Linked DNA regions of Oryctolagus cuniculus: region 2 is linked to region 1. A link is a contact called in public Hi-C data. All regions are on one chromosome and are shown on one strand. Each heading gives the region's core, a stretch centred on a gene start, on an enhancer-like site or on the middle of the called end of the contact. The rest is flanking DNA. Distances are from core to core; before and after follow the strand shown. Region 1 overlaps ABL1 (ABL proto-oncogene 1, non-receptor tyrosine kinase). Region 2 overlaps ABL1 (ABL proto-oncogene 1, non-receptor tyrosine kinase).

The links. A called contact is a pair of places that touch in the nucleus more often than the background predicts.
Region 2: a contact with region 1 is called in a Hi-C map of embryonic fibroblasts, with 1.7 times the contacts expected there. The contact joins two enhancer-like sites. A contact is called at or near these places in 5 of 6 Hi-C or Micro-C datasets (ear pinna, embryonic fibroblasts, psoas muscle and 2 more).

Annotation. Positions count from the first base shown.
Region 1 is chr1:233,388,824-233,395,250 of mOryCun1.1, forward strand. All of the region lies in intron 1 of ABL1 (ABL proto-oncogene 1, non-receptor tyrosine kinase), which reads left to right. Among named protein-coding and RNA genes, the nearest start is that of ABL1, 35 kb to the left of the region's middle. Within about 2 kb of position 2,753, at least 2 of the 8 cell types and tissues checked have an H3K27ac peak or open chromatin away from gene starts, as enhancers often do.
Region 2 is chr1:233,467,545-233,473,971 of mOryCun1.1, forward strand. All of the region lies in intron 1 of ABL1 (ABL proto-oncogene 1, non-receptor tyrosine kinase), which reads left to right. Among named protein-coding and RNA genes, the nearest start is that of QRFP, 40 kb to the right of the region's middle. Within about 2 kb of position 1,972, at least 4 of the 8 cell types and tissues checked have an H3K27ac peak or open chromatin away from gene starts, as enhancers often do.

The DNA of each region.
Region 1 (6,427 bases), core at 1,503-4,002:
ACCGGCCCCCTTTTAATGTTTTTTAAAAGTGAAATGTTACGGGGCCAGCACCGTGGCTCACTTGGCTAATTCTCTGCCTGCAGCGCCAGCATCCCATATGGGCGCCAGGTTCTAGTCCTGGTTGCTCCTCTTCCAGTCCAGCTCTCTGCTGTGGCCCGGGAGGTCAGTGGAGGACAGTCCAAGTGCTTGGGCCCTGCGCCCACATGGGAGACCAGGAAGAAGCTCCTGGCTTCGGATCAGCGCAGCGCCAGCCGTGGCAGCCATTTGGGGGGTGAACCAGCGGAAGGAAGACCTTTCTCTCTGTCTCTGTCTCTCTCTCTCACTGTCTATAACTCTACCTGTCAAATAAAAAAAAAAAAAAAGAAAAGAAAAGAAAAAGAAAAAGTGAAACATTACCAAGCCAGAAGCCTTGCACCATGATTGAGCACAGAAAGCCACATCTCCGCCCCGTGGCACCGGGCGTCAGTGCACTTCTGCGCTGATCACAGACTCGTTGTTAGTGTGAGTGGAATTCCTCTCGGAAACCGCTTTCATCCTGACGTAGTGGCCTAGCCGGCCATTTCTTCAATTTTTTTAATTAAATATTTATTTATTTATTATTTGGAAGTTATTATTATTTGGAGTTACAGAGAGAGAGGGAGAGACAGAGAGCAAGAGATACCTTCCACCCTTTGGTTTACTCCCCAGGTGGCCACAATGACCAGAGCTGGGCCAGGCTGAAGCCAGAAGCCAGGAGCTTTTTCTGTGTCTCCCACGTGGGCGGCAGGGGCCCAGGGACTTGGGCCATCCGCCCTCCTTTCCCAGGCTGTTTGAAGGGAGCTGGATAGGAAGTGGAGCAGCCAGGACTTGAGCTGCCACCCATGTGGGATGCCAGTGGCTACACCCGCTATACCACAATGCTGGCCCCCAAATTTTGTTCTTTATTATATAGAATTGTTATTTTTTCTATTGTTTTCCACAAATGAAAGTGCTGTTATGTGTATCTCGTAGCTGCCAGGAGTTTGGTGCAGTGGTTAAGGCACTGCGTGGGATGCCTGCGTTCCATGTCAGAGTGCCGAGGTTCAAGTCCCAGCTCTGCTTCCAGTGTGGCTGCCTGCTGATGTGCGCCCAGGAGGCACCAGGTGCTGCCTCACGTACTCGGGTCCCTGACACCCATGAAGGAGACCTGATGGAGTTCCTGGCTTCTGGCTGTGGCAGGCATTTGGGGAGCAAACGGGTGGATGGAAGATCTCTCTGTTTTTCTCTCTCTGTATCTCTGTCTCTGTCTCTGTCTCTCTCTCTCTCTCTCTCTCTGTGTTTGTGTCTCTGTTTCAAATAAAATGAAAAAAAAAAATGGGGTTGGCATGGCATAGGGGGTTTAGCTGCCACTTGTGATACCAGCGAATCAGAGCTCCAGTCCCAGCCCTTTCCACTTCGGTCCAGCACCTGGGAAGCAGCAGAAGGCGGCTCAAGCACTTGGGCCTCTGCACCCGTGTGAGAGACCAGGATGGAGTTCCAGGCTCCTGCCGTGGCCTGGCCCAGCCCTGGCTGTTGGGACTATCTGGGGAGTAAACCAGGTGATAGTCTCTCTCTCTCTCTCTTTCTTTCTCTCTCTCTGTCTCTCCCTCTTTCTGCCCATCCTCCCTCTGTTACTCTGCCTTTCAAACAAATACTCTTTTTTAAGAAAGAAAAAAATGCTCTCATTAGTAAAAAGAAAATTCAGAAGGAGAGAAAGGCCGAGGAAGGAAGCAAACGCCGCCCGCGCCCAGCCCCAGCAGTGCTGCCCTGTCTGGTGAGCTTTCAGGTCAACTTCTGTTTTCTTTCTTTTTTTTTTTCCTCAAAAAAAAAAAATTTTAAGATTATTTTATTTATTTGAAAGACAGAATTACAGACAGAGAGGGAGAGACAGAAAGAGAGACCTTACACTCACTGGTTCCGTCCCCGGATGGCTGCAGTAGTTGGGGCTGGACCAGGCTGAAGCCAGAAGTTTCATCCGGGTCTCCCACGTGGGTGCAGGGCCCCAGGCACTTGGGCCACCCTCCGCTGCTCTCCCAGGTGCATCAGCAGGGAGCTGGGTTGGAAGCGCAGCAGCTGGGACCTGAGCCAGCACTCATGTGGGATGCCAGCATTGCAGGCGGCGGCTTTACCCACTGTGCCATAGCACTGCACCCAGATTTCTGTTTTCACCCACACTTCTCTTGCACAGAATGGTTCCTAGTAAATTTACTGTTGCTCATTTTTCTCCTTAAATTTTTTTTTTAATTTCTTTTCATCTTCTTGAAAGGCGGTGACAGGGAGAGTGAGAGAGAGAATGGGGAAGACGTTCCGTCCGCTGGTTTACTCCCCAGTTGCCCATAGCAGCTAGGGCTGGGCCAGGCTGAACCAGGATCCCCGAACTCCATGTGGGTCTCCCACGTGGGTGGCAGGGATCCAGGCACTTGGGCCGTCATCTGCTGCCTCCCAGGATGCATCAGCAGGCGCTAGATCAGAAGTGGTTAGCTGGGATGTGTGTGTCCCTGGCAGCGGCCTAATCTGCTGTGTCACAACACCTGCCCCCATTTGTCTTTTCAAAACACTTAAGAATATATCGAAAATTTCTTCCATGCCAATAAATGTAAAACTGGGTAATTTTGAAATCTGTCGTGGTGTGCATCAATGTGCGATTTGGGAAAATTTGTTTGTAGTGATTTTCAAGCAGCGTCTACCAAGCAGCACAGCTGTGGGCGCATCCAGCTCAGCACTTCGCAGGGCGCATCCATCCCTCCCTCCGCACTTGCGCAATTTCCTCCCTGCTGATGCTTCCTCTGCTTTTTCATACAGAAACACGAATAAGCTTTCAGGAATGCAAATGAGATCATTTTGCTCCTCAGCTTAAAACCCTTCGGTAGCGTCTCATCCCATGGCCGCTGAAAGCCGAACGCCTAGCCAAGCTCTGGCATCTGCGGGAGCGTCGCGGCACAGCCACACCGCCCCATACGGGGAACGCCCGTTTCAGCCTCAGGACCGTCTTCTAGCTCCCCTGCCCTGAGCATTTAGATGATTGAATTGCTTTTTACTCAGGTCCCAATTCAAGTTGAATTCAAGTGACACGAACCCTTTAATACATGTATATTATGGGGAAATGCAAATTTAGTAAAATATGGAACATGTCACCATAACTCCACCATCTGTTCTTAATATTTGTGATTCTTTTTTTAAAAAAAAAAGATTAATTTTATTTATTTGAAAGAGTTACAGAGAGTGGTAGAGCCAGAGAGAGAGGGGGAGAGAGAGAGAGAGGGAGAGAGAGGCCTTCCATCTGCTGGATCACTCCCCCAGATGACCGCAGCGGCCCGAGCTGAGCTGAGCTGAAGCCAGGAGCTTCTTACAGGTCTCCCACGCAGGTGCATCCACTGCTTTCCAAGGCCACAGCAGAGATCTGGGTTGGAAGAGGAGCAGCCGGGGCTTGAACCGACACCCATATGGGGTGCTGGTGCTGCAGGCTGGCCTTTAACCCACTCCGCCACAGTGCTGACTCCTGTCATTCTGACATAATGCCTGTGGGATGCCAGGTGTATGGGACTGGTGTCTCAGCTGGATACAGCTTTAAAGACAGCCATGGCTCTTGCCCTTGTGAGGTCGCTTGGGCATTTTCCTCTGTGGAGGAGCCTGCATGGTGTGATGGTGGCGAGCTCAGGCTGTAGAATAGGACTAGCAGGATTCAAAAGTCCTGTTTCTTGGAGTAGGCATTTGGGACACCTGCATCCCATGTTGGAGTGCCTGGGTTCAGGTCTCTGCCTCTCCTCCGCCCCCAGCTTTCTGGTGGTGCATCCCTGGGAGGTGGCAATGATAACGGCTCAAGCAGCTGAGTCCCTGCCACTCACATGGGCGTGCTGGATGGTGCTGCCATTATCAAGTTGTGTGATTACAGCTACTTATTCGTACTCTGAGTCCCATAACAAATCACTCAGTAGAGTGGCTTAAAGCAAGAAGCCTGCATTACTTCACTGTGTCTGGATCAGGGATTCAGAAGTGGCTTGGCTGGGTGGCTCCAGCTTGTGATCTTCCGTGAGGTTATAGTCAAGAGGTCAGTCTTCCATTTGCCAGCTCATTCCCCAAATGCCCACAACAGCCAGGACTGGGCCAGGCTGATGCCAGGAGCCAGGAACCCCATCCAGATCTCCCACGTGGGTGGCAGGGACCCACGTACCTGGGCCGTCTTCTGCTTTCCCTGGTTGCACATTAGTAGGAAGCTGAATCCAAAGTAGAGCTGGGACTGCACCCAGGCACTCTGGTAGGACAGCTTAAGCCACTGTGCCACACACAGGCCCCAGAACAGATACTTCTACAGGCATTTGATCCATCGTGCTAGCTGCGCCTTGGAGGGTATAGTATCAAGTGTGTCTTTGTACCTGTCTGGTAACAATGACAGATTAGTATGTATTTCTCTTCCGAGGGAGAAGTGAGAGTCATCTGGTGATACAGAGCCACAATTGGACCTGACAGCACCTGTGTTTCTAGTCTGTTCCTTAGACCCCCCGGCCACCAAGATGTATCTCTGCTTTCTTCTTTGTGCCACGGGTTTAATGCTTTTAACATGGGGCCGGTGCCATGGCATGGTGGGTACAGTTGCTGCCTGCAGTGCCAGCGTCCCATATGGGTGCCAGTTCAAGTCACAGCTGTTCCACTTCTGATTCAGCTCTCTGCTATGGCCTGGGGAAGCAGTAGAGGATGGCTCTAGTCCTTGGGTCCCTGCACCTGCGTGGGAGACCTGGAAGAAGCCCCTGGCTTCTGGCTTTGGATTGGTGCAGCTCCGGCCATTGTGGCCATCTGGGGAGTGAACCAGGGGATGGAAGACCTCTCTCTCTCCCTCTCTCTCTCTCTCTCTCTCTGCCTCTGCATCTCTGTAACTCTGCCTTTCAAATAAATAAACACACCTTTTTTTTTCTTTTCTTTTCTTTTCTTTCTTTTTTTTTCTTTTTTTTTGACAGGCAGAGTGGACAGTGAGAGAGAGAGGCAGAGAGAAAGGTCTTCCTTTACCGTTGGTTCACCCTCCAATGGCCGCTGAGGCCGGTGTGCTGTGGCCAGTGCACCGCGCTGATCCGATGGCAGGAGCCAGGTGCTTCCTCCTGGTCTCCCATGGGGTGCAGGGCCCAAGCACTTGGGCCATCCTCCACTGCACTCCCGGGCCACAGCAGAGAGCTGGACTGGAAGAGGAGCAACCGGGACAGAATCCGGCGCCCCGACTGGGACTAGAACCTGGGGTGCCAGTGCCGCAGGCAGAGGATTAGCCTAGTGAGTCGTGGTGCCGGCAACTTTTTTTTTTAAATGCTTTTCACAGATGATGGCATTTTGGGCAGGCGCAGCCAGTGGATGGGGCATGATTGTCAGGTTTTCGTGGTCCTGGCATGGAGTGCACTAACCACCTGTCTGGTGGCTTCGTGGACAAACTGCTCGTCAGTGGGATTCGGAAAGGAAGCCCCCACGAGGACAGGGTGTTGGTCTCCTCTTGAGTGCTCTCCTGAGGACAGAAAAGATAAGGCAAAGAACTGGAGACCTCATCAGCTTGTGTCTGGCAGAAGGGGCTCAGGTGGGTGCAGGTCACGGCCCACGGCCGGGGTCACACAGGAATGGCCGCTCAGGCGCTTTGTGTCAGGGCCGTGGACGTGACGGGCTTTGGTGGGCTCCAAAGAACGTGGCCGTGCCCCCGCCCTGCCGGCGAGCTCAGCTCATGCAGAATGACCGCTGCAGGGTGCACAGCAGCCTTGGGGGCAGCTTAGGTCCCTCCGTGTTGGCTCAGGGAGACGCTGACCCGGTCATTGCAGACAGACTTCTGAGCAGCACCCTGAGGAGGGAGTGGGCAGTATGCAGTGAGGGGTAGCCCGGCCGAGGGTGGCCTGTGACCGGAGGTTAGAAGCAGGTGGGCTGGTGGCCTGAGAGGCTGGTTGGGATGCGGGTGAAAGTGCACCCTGTGGTTGAGCCGGGCCAGGTCACTGGTCTCTTCACATCCTGGTCCTGGCCTGGCTTTGACAGCTGAGGGCCTGGGGAGAGGAAAGGGACTGGAGACCCTGGCATCGTCTCCCCGGTGCTGTCCTTGTCCTCCCTTCCTCTCACTCTACACCCAGTGCAGCAGCCAGCACTGCTGAATAAGCCCCGCACCCACCCGCCCTGCAGGCCACTGCCGCCGCCCTGCCCCTGTCCCCAGCGGCCAGCTCCCTCCGGGCCACTAACAGGACTTCAGTACCTCGCTTTCTCACTGAACACTTGGACACCTTTCCACATTCCACATTCCACGGCAGCCTTCGGCCTGCAGGGAGACCTTCCCCAGAAACACACATCGCGTCTGCGCTCTCCGGTCTTCTGTGTCCTGATGGGTTCTCACCTTGAGGAGAGTGGGATTCCAGCCTTTGCCGCAGCCCGCGGGCCCCACACAGCTGGGCCGGTTTCCCTCTGTTCACCGTGGGTGCTG
Region 2 (6,427 bases), core at 722-3,221, 78 kb after region 1:
TTAAAGAACCAATTCCTTAGTGCAGGACTTGCAGATAACCTAGAAGACACTTGGAGTCTGGAATAGAATTCAGGAACTCCACGTCCTACTCCTAGTTAGAATTTGGCATTTTACTTTTTTTCAACACACGTAACAAACCACAGTATCATTAGTAGTACTTGTGATTGTTTCGGATAAGAATCAGATATTTTTATACCCATAACAGTTATGATTATTGATACTCATCACAGCTTGGAAATGACAGTAGTTACCACTGCCTCATGTTGTTTAATGTATTCGTGAACAAACAGATTTTTTTTTAGCAAGTGAAAGAGCCCAAGAGAGACTAAGAGAGCTCCCGTTGGCAGGTGCACTCCCCAGATGCCACAACAGACAGGCTGAAGCCTGGAGTCAGGCTCTCAGCCCAGGTCCCCCAGGTCGCTGGCAGGGACTCAGCGCTGAAGCCGGCATCACTGCCTCTCAGGGGCTGCAGGAGCAGGAACTGGAGCCGGCCGTGTGCAGGTCAGGGCTGTTCTCCCAGAGTGGAGGCCTGACGGTTCTGCACCCTGGGAGCCGCCCTGCCGTCACCCTGCTCCCGGCATTCCAGGGTGGGGTCGGGTGGCTTCACTGCCAGGCCAGATGCCTGCCCCAGAGCAGCACGTGTTTAAGGGGTCACTAAAGAAGCACTCTCACAGATTCATTGCTAAAAAGACGATTTCGGTGTGATTGCTTTCCTTTGCAATCCTCTGTGTGGTATTTATGCATCATAAGCTTTATCCTGAGGCGTCCCTGGGCATTACCTGCCTGGAGGGGTCCCTGTGCAGTCCAGGGAAGCCCACCTCCGTGTGTCCTCAGTGTGTCCGGCCGGCCTTAGGTCCCTGGTTAGACCTCTTCTCTCGCGTGGACTGTCCTGCCAGGGTCCCTCCCTTCCTCACCCCAGGGAGCTCCCCCTCGGTCTGTGGGGTCCTAACACATCCACCCATCCACGGACCACGTAGTGTTGTAACTGTGTCTCCCATAAGGCTCTCTGCTTGTTACCGCCCTGCTCCCCAGCAGCCAGCACCGTGCTGTAGGGCGCTGGGGAAATCTTGGTCCTCATGGGAAGCTAATGCAAAGGCTGTGTTTAGGGAAGCTTTTTTTTTTTTTTTAAATAATAATCTTTGTAACCACTGTGTCTAAAGGTGTAAATGACAAAATAAAGGACCGTGTAGGATATAGATAAAAAAAAAAAGAGTTTCATTAAGTTCAAGTTGTGGGAAACAATACTTCTCCTCCACACTCATATTGTAAAAAGCTGTGTGGAACTGTTGTAAGTGTCTTGAGAGTGGTCCCAGTGTGACCTCATCAGCTGGAGCCCTTCCTCTGCAGAGGAATCTGTTTTGTAGATTTTTAAATGGCAGAGATTCCTTGAATGGGAGGGCAGTAGAGACGGAGCCACCAAGGAAGTAAGCGGAAAGCGACAAAGGCCTGGATGACGGAACGTGAGCAGAGGCAGGAGTGCTGTCCCCTCTGCTCCCCTGCCCCTCCCCGACCCTGAATGTCTGAGAGCTTTCCAGAGAGCCCCCAGTGCACTCCAGTGCTGCCTGGCTGGGCCCCGTGCACTCTGCCTTGGGCCCAGGTGCCGGCAGGCGGCAGGCGAAGTCTCCCCGCCCCTGGGGGCTGTGCGGTGCCGGCCCCTGGGGTTGAGCCTGTCTGCCCTCGCTGTCTGTCTGTGTGCAGTGCAGCAGCAGCCCCTGGAGATCGACCAGGTCGCTGTTATCAGAGGATCTTGCATAAACATTTTTGTTCACTGACTCACAACTTTGAGAAGCGATATTTTTATATAAAACGATCTTTAAATTGTGTTTTGAAGACCCAGACTGTTCCTAGAATACTATCCAAACAAGTTAATCACACTCCGATCCGGTGAATTCTGTGGCATGGTTCTTACCGAGTTTTCAAACATCTGGTACTGCCGTAGCTGGGGCCAAGGCTCTCTAGGAGAGTGGACGGCATTTCTCAGGTGTCACTGTGGTTGGAGCTCAGCCGGTGCCCGACTGGCTACTTACAGGCTTTCCCCGAGTTTGGCTGGTGGGTAGGAGCCTTTTTGTTAACATTATGGAGGAATAACAAACTGGATTTAAGGGAGGCAAGAGGCCCTTCTGAAGATTCAAAGCTTAAAGATGTTTAAAATATAATTCAGAAGGGGACGCTGCAGGAAATGCTCCTTAGAAAATGTGAGTGTGGCAGCAGACACCAGTCTGTTCCCACGACCCGACGGACGGAAGGGAAGCTGTGTTGGGTGTTCTTTCTGGACAAAGCCGCTGGTCTCCGTGGGGGTCCAACTTCCTGACAGTGGGACCGACAAGGAAGGTGTCCGCGCACTCTGCGGCTCTGGCCCTGTGCGCTGGGACCGCTTCTCAGGCTGACGAGCACGGTTCACTGTGAAGTGAAGCAAGTCACTTGGCGTCCGTGCGTCGTGAGTCAGCTTTGACATCAGCCTGGACTGGGAATTGACTGGGAAGTTTGGTGTTGGATGTGGTGCATTTCAGTGTCTCGATCCAGAGGCCTGCATGAGCAATACTTCCCTTTGGGCTTTGGCCATTAATTTGTGCAACAGAGCAAGAACTGGGGAGGAAAATCCAGAGAGTGCCTTGGATGGCCCCACGTCCTGTTGAATCAGAAAGCAGTGGGAGGCCCTTTCCTTCCCGACAAAGGCCTATCCCCTTGCATCAAATTCCCACCATCTGTCCGGTGGTGTTAGGGACAGCCCCAACTTTAACCCACACTTCCAACGGATAGTCACCTCTGGGCGGGTAGCCGCGCTCTGCCTACTCCAGGTGTTTGCCAGGCCACTTCCCCGATTATGTAACTTTGATCAAATCCAGATGCTGCAGAATGTTTGATAGAAGAGGTCAAAGGGCGTTTGGGAAGAAAAGCTTTTCTGTATTCATGCCTTGAGTTTAATTTCCTGTGTGCCCCTGGTCTGCCGAGTTACATACTCAGAGCCGTGAGGTTGAGACACAGAGGGAAGTGCACAGATATCTTTGCAAACACCCCCGCCCCACCCAGTATAATCTTACATGTTAAATGATCAATTATGTAAGCATCAGGAGCCGGTGGGTATTGTGGGATGGAAGTCACCATCTTCCACACAGGTGTCCCACATCAGAGTGCCAAGGTCTGCTTCTGGTCCAGCTCCCTGCTAATGCACCCAGGAAGGCACTGGTAGATGACCCAAGTGCTTGGGCCCCCATCACCCACATGGGAGACCCAGGCAGAGTTCCTGGCTCTTGCCTTTGGCCTTGTCCAGACCTCACTGTTACAGCCATTTGGGGAGTGAACTAACAGATGGAAGATCTGTCTCTCTCACTCGCTCTCTGTTGATCGATCTGCTTATCAAATAAGGAACCTTTTTTTTAAAAAGTATGAGATCTGGTATTGTGCCACAGTACTTATGCTACTGCCTTCGACACTGGCATCCCATATGGGCATGGGTTCAAGTCCTGGCTGCTCCATGTCCGATCCAGCTCCCTGCCAAAGCAGCAGAAGATGGTCCAAGTGTTTGGGTGCCTGCCACCCATGTAGGGGAGCTGGTGGAGTTCCAGGCTCCTGGCTTTGGCCTGGCCCAGCCCTGCTGCTGTGGCCGTTTGGTGAGTGAGCCAGCGGATGAAAGATATCTGTCTCTCTCTCCCCCACTCTGTCTGTAACTCAGCCTCTCAAATAAATAAATGTATTTTTTTTTAAAAATTGTCAGTATCAGTTGGCTTTTATTTATGATGTCTTTCTTATTTTATTTATTTTTTATTTTTATTTTTTGACAGGCAGAGTGGACAGTGAGAGAGACAGAGAGAAAGGTCTTCCTTTGCTGTTGGTTCACCCTCCAATGGCCGCCGCGGCCGGTGCACTGCAGCCGGCGCAGCGCGCTGATCCAGTGGCAGGAGCCAGGAACTTATCCTGGTCTCCCATGGGGTGCAGGGCCCAAGCACTTGGGCCATCCTCCACTGCACTCCCGGGCCACAGCAGAGAGCTGGCCTGGAAGAGGGGCAACCAGGACAGAATCCGGCGCCCCAATCGGGACTAGAACCTGGTGTGCCGGCACCGCAAGGCGGAGGATTAGCCTATTGAGCCGCGGCGCCGGCCATGATGTCTTTCTATTTTTGTAATGGTGTTCTGATTTTAAAAATATCCCATGGTCTTTTAAAATTTTTATTATTTATTTTATTCACTTGAAAGATAGAGATAGACAGATTTCCTGTTGACTGATTCACTCCCAGATGCCCACAATGGCCAGGGCTGGTTCAGGCTGAGCTGGGAGCCGGAGCCATCACCTGCTCCCTCCCAAGGTCTGCATTAGCCTGGAACTGGGATTAGGAACAGGGTGTGAATGTGTTAATCCGCATCTGGGCTAAATGCTGGGCCTCATTTTTCATAATTATTATGAGGAATATGCAGCAGTCTAGAAAAGTGTAAAGAAAACTAAAAATGCTTTTAATCCAACCGTCCTGAGTTAACTGTTGTTCAGTTTGGTATAGTTCCTTCTGGTCTTTTTTTCAATTTTTATAAAATTGGATTCATGCTGTGTATATTGGATTGTAATATATCATGAATACAACCCTAAGTCATTGAATATTTTCTCCAAAAGTATTTTAAATAGCTTTTTAAATGTATTCTATTTTATGTAGGGAGCGTAAACTTATTTATCATGTATTGATGGGTGCTTTACGCTTTTCCTTTTCTCTGCTGTCATTTAAAATCGGTGTATACAAATCAGTATGTGGCTGTCTTAGAATCAATTCCTAGAGGTAAATCACAGAATATGAAATTCTTTCAAGAGTCCTGATTCGTATTCCAGATGTACCCCCGTCAGCATTGTCGGTTCCATTAAAGTCTGATCTACTCTGGCTGTCAGTGTCAAGAACGGGTATCTGTCAGTTTGACAGAGAATTTGCATTTGATTACTAGCAAGGGTTGACACACTGTCCACGTCTAATGCCAGCTTTTACTCTCTGTGGATTGCTTGTTTGTGGTTTTTGTCCATTTTCCTCCTAGTGGAGGGACTTACCTTTTTCTTACTGGTGCAGGAGAGCCCTTTATGTTAAGAACCCTTTACCAGAAGTGTCATGAGATGTGACCGGCTTCCAGCCAACAACCTGCCCCCCTGGCAGAGGCACAGGAGACAAGGCAGCTTCCACTGCCCACCAAGGGCCAGTTGTGTTGGTTTCCAAGCCTGTTTGTCACAGATATTCATCAATTCTAATTACTTGGTTACTATGAAGCCAGTGAAATACAAGTGTGAAGACAGAATTGTGTCTGTGATGGTGCCACTGAATTAGATGTAAGACAACCATAAACAATTGGAATTGGACTGTAGAAAGCTAGAAATGTCCCCAGTGGGATTGCATGGCGAATGGCTCCGGGTTCTCCCTCTGCCCGCGGGAGATTGAAGCTGGAGCGAGATGATTCGTTATAGGTGGGACTTAGAGGAGACGTCAGTCATGTGCTCACACCGAGCAGGGCCGTCCTTGACCCTGCAGTCAAGAGTCACAGACCAGCGTCTCCTAGCTAGGGTGGGCATCACAAAGGGTTTAAAAATAAATAACTCCCGATTTAACCAGCTTTTATTGTTTTAACTTGGTGGATCAGTTCCTGATCATGATGGTGCTAAGTGTACTTCTGTCTGTCTCTGTCTGTCTGTCTCTCTCTCCCCTTGCCCCTTCCTCCCTCCCCCTCCTTTACTCCCTCTCCCTCTTCTTTCTCTCTTGGTTCACCTCCTGAATGCCCTCAGTGGCTGGGGCTGGGAGTGGCCTGAGATAGGAACCTGGCACGAAATCCAGGTTTCCCTTGCATGGACCAGAACCCAATTACTTGGGCCGTCATGGCTGTCCTCAGGATCCGCATTAGTAGGAAGAGGAGTCAGGAGCTGGATCCCACAGTCAGACCCAGGTTCTCCTTACCTGCTCCACAGCGCTGAGCCCTGCCCGCACCAGTGTGGAGGTGGGTGCCTCACCTGCTCCGCGGCGCTGAGCCCTGCCCACAGTAGTGTGGAGGTGGGCGCCTCACCTGCTCCTTGGTGCTGAGCCCTGCCCGCACCAGTGTGGAGGTGGGCACCTCACCTGCTCTGCTGCATTGAGCCCTGCCCACACCAGTGTGGAGGTGGGCACCTCACCTGCTCTGCTGCACTGAGCCCTGCCCGCACCAGTGTGGAGGTGGGTGCCTCACCTGCTCCGCGGCGCTGAGCCCTGCCCACAGTAGTGTGGAGGTGGGCGCCTCACCTGCTCCGCGGCGCTGAGCCCTGCCCACACCAGTGTGGAGGTGGGCGCCTCACCTGCTCTGCTGCATTGAGCCCTGCCCACACCAGTGTGGAGGTGGGCACCTCACCTGCTCTGCTGCACTGAGCCCTGCCCGCACCAGTGTGGAGGTGGGTGCCTCACCTGCTCCGCGGCGCTGAGCCCTGCCCACAGTAGTG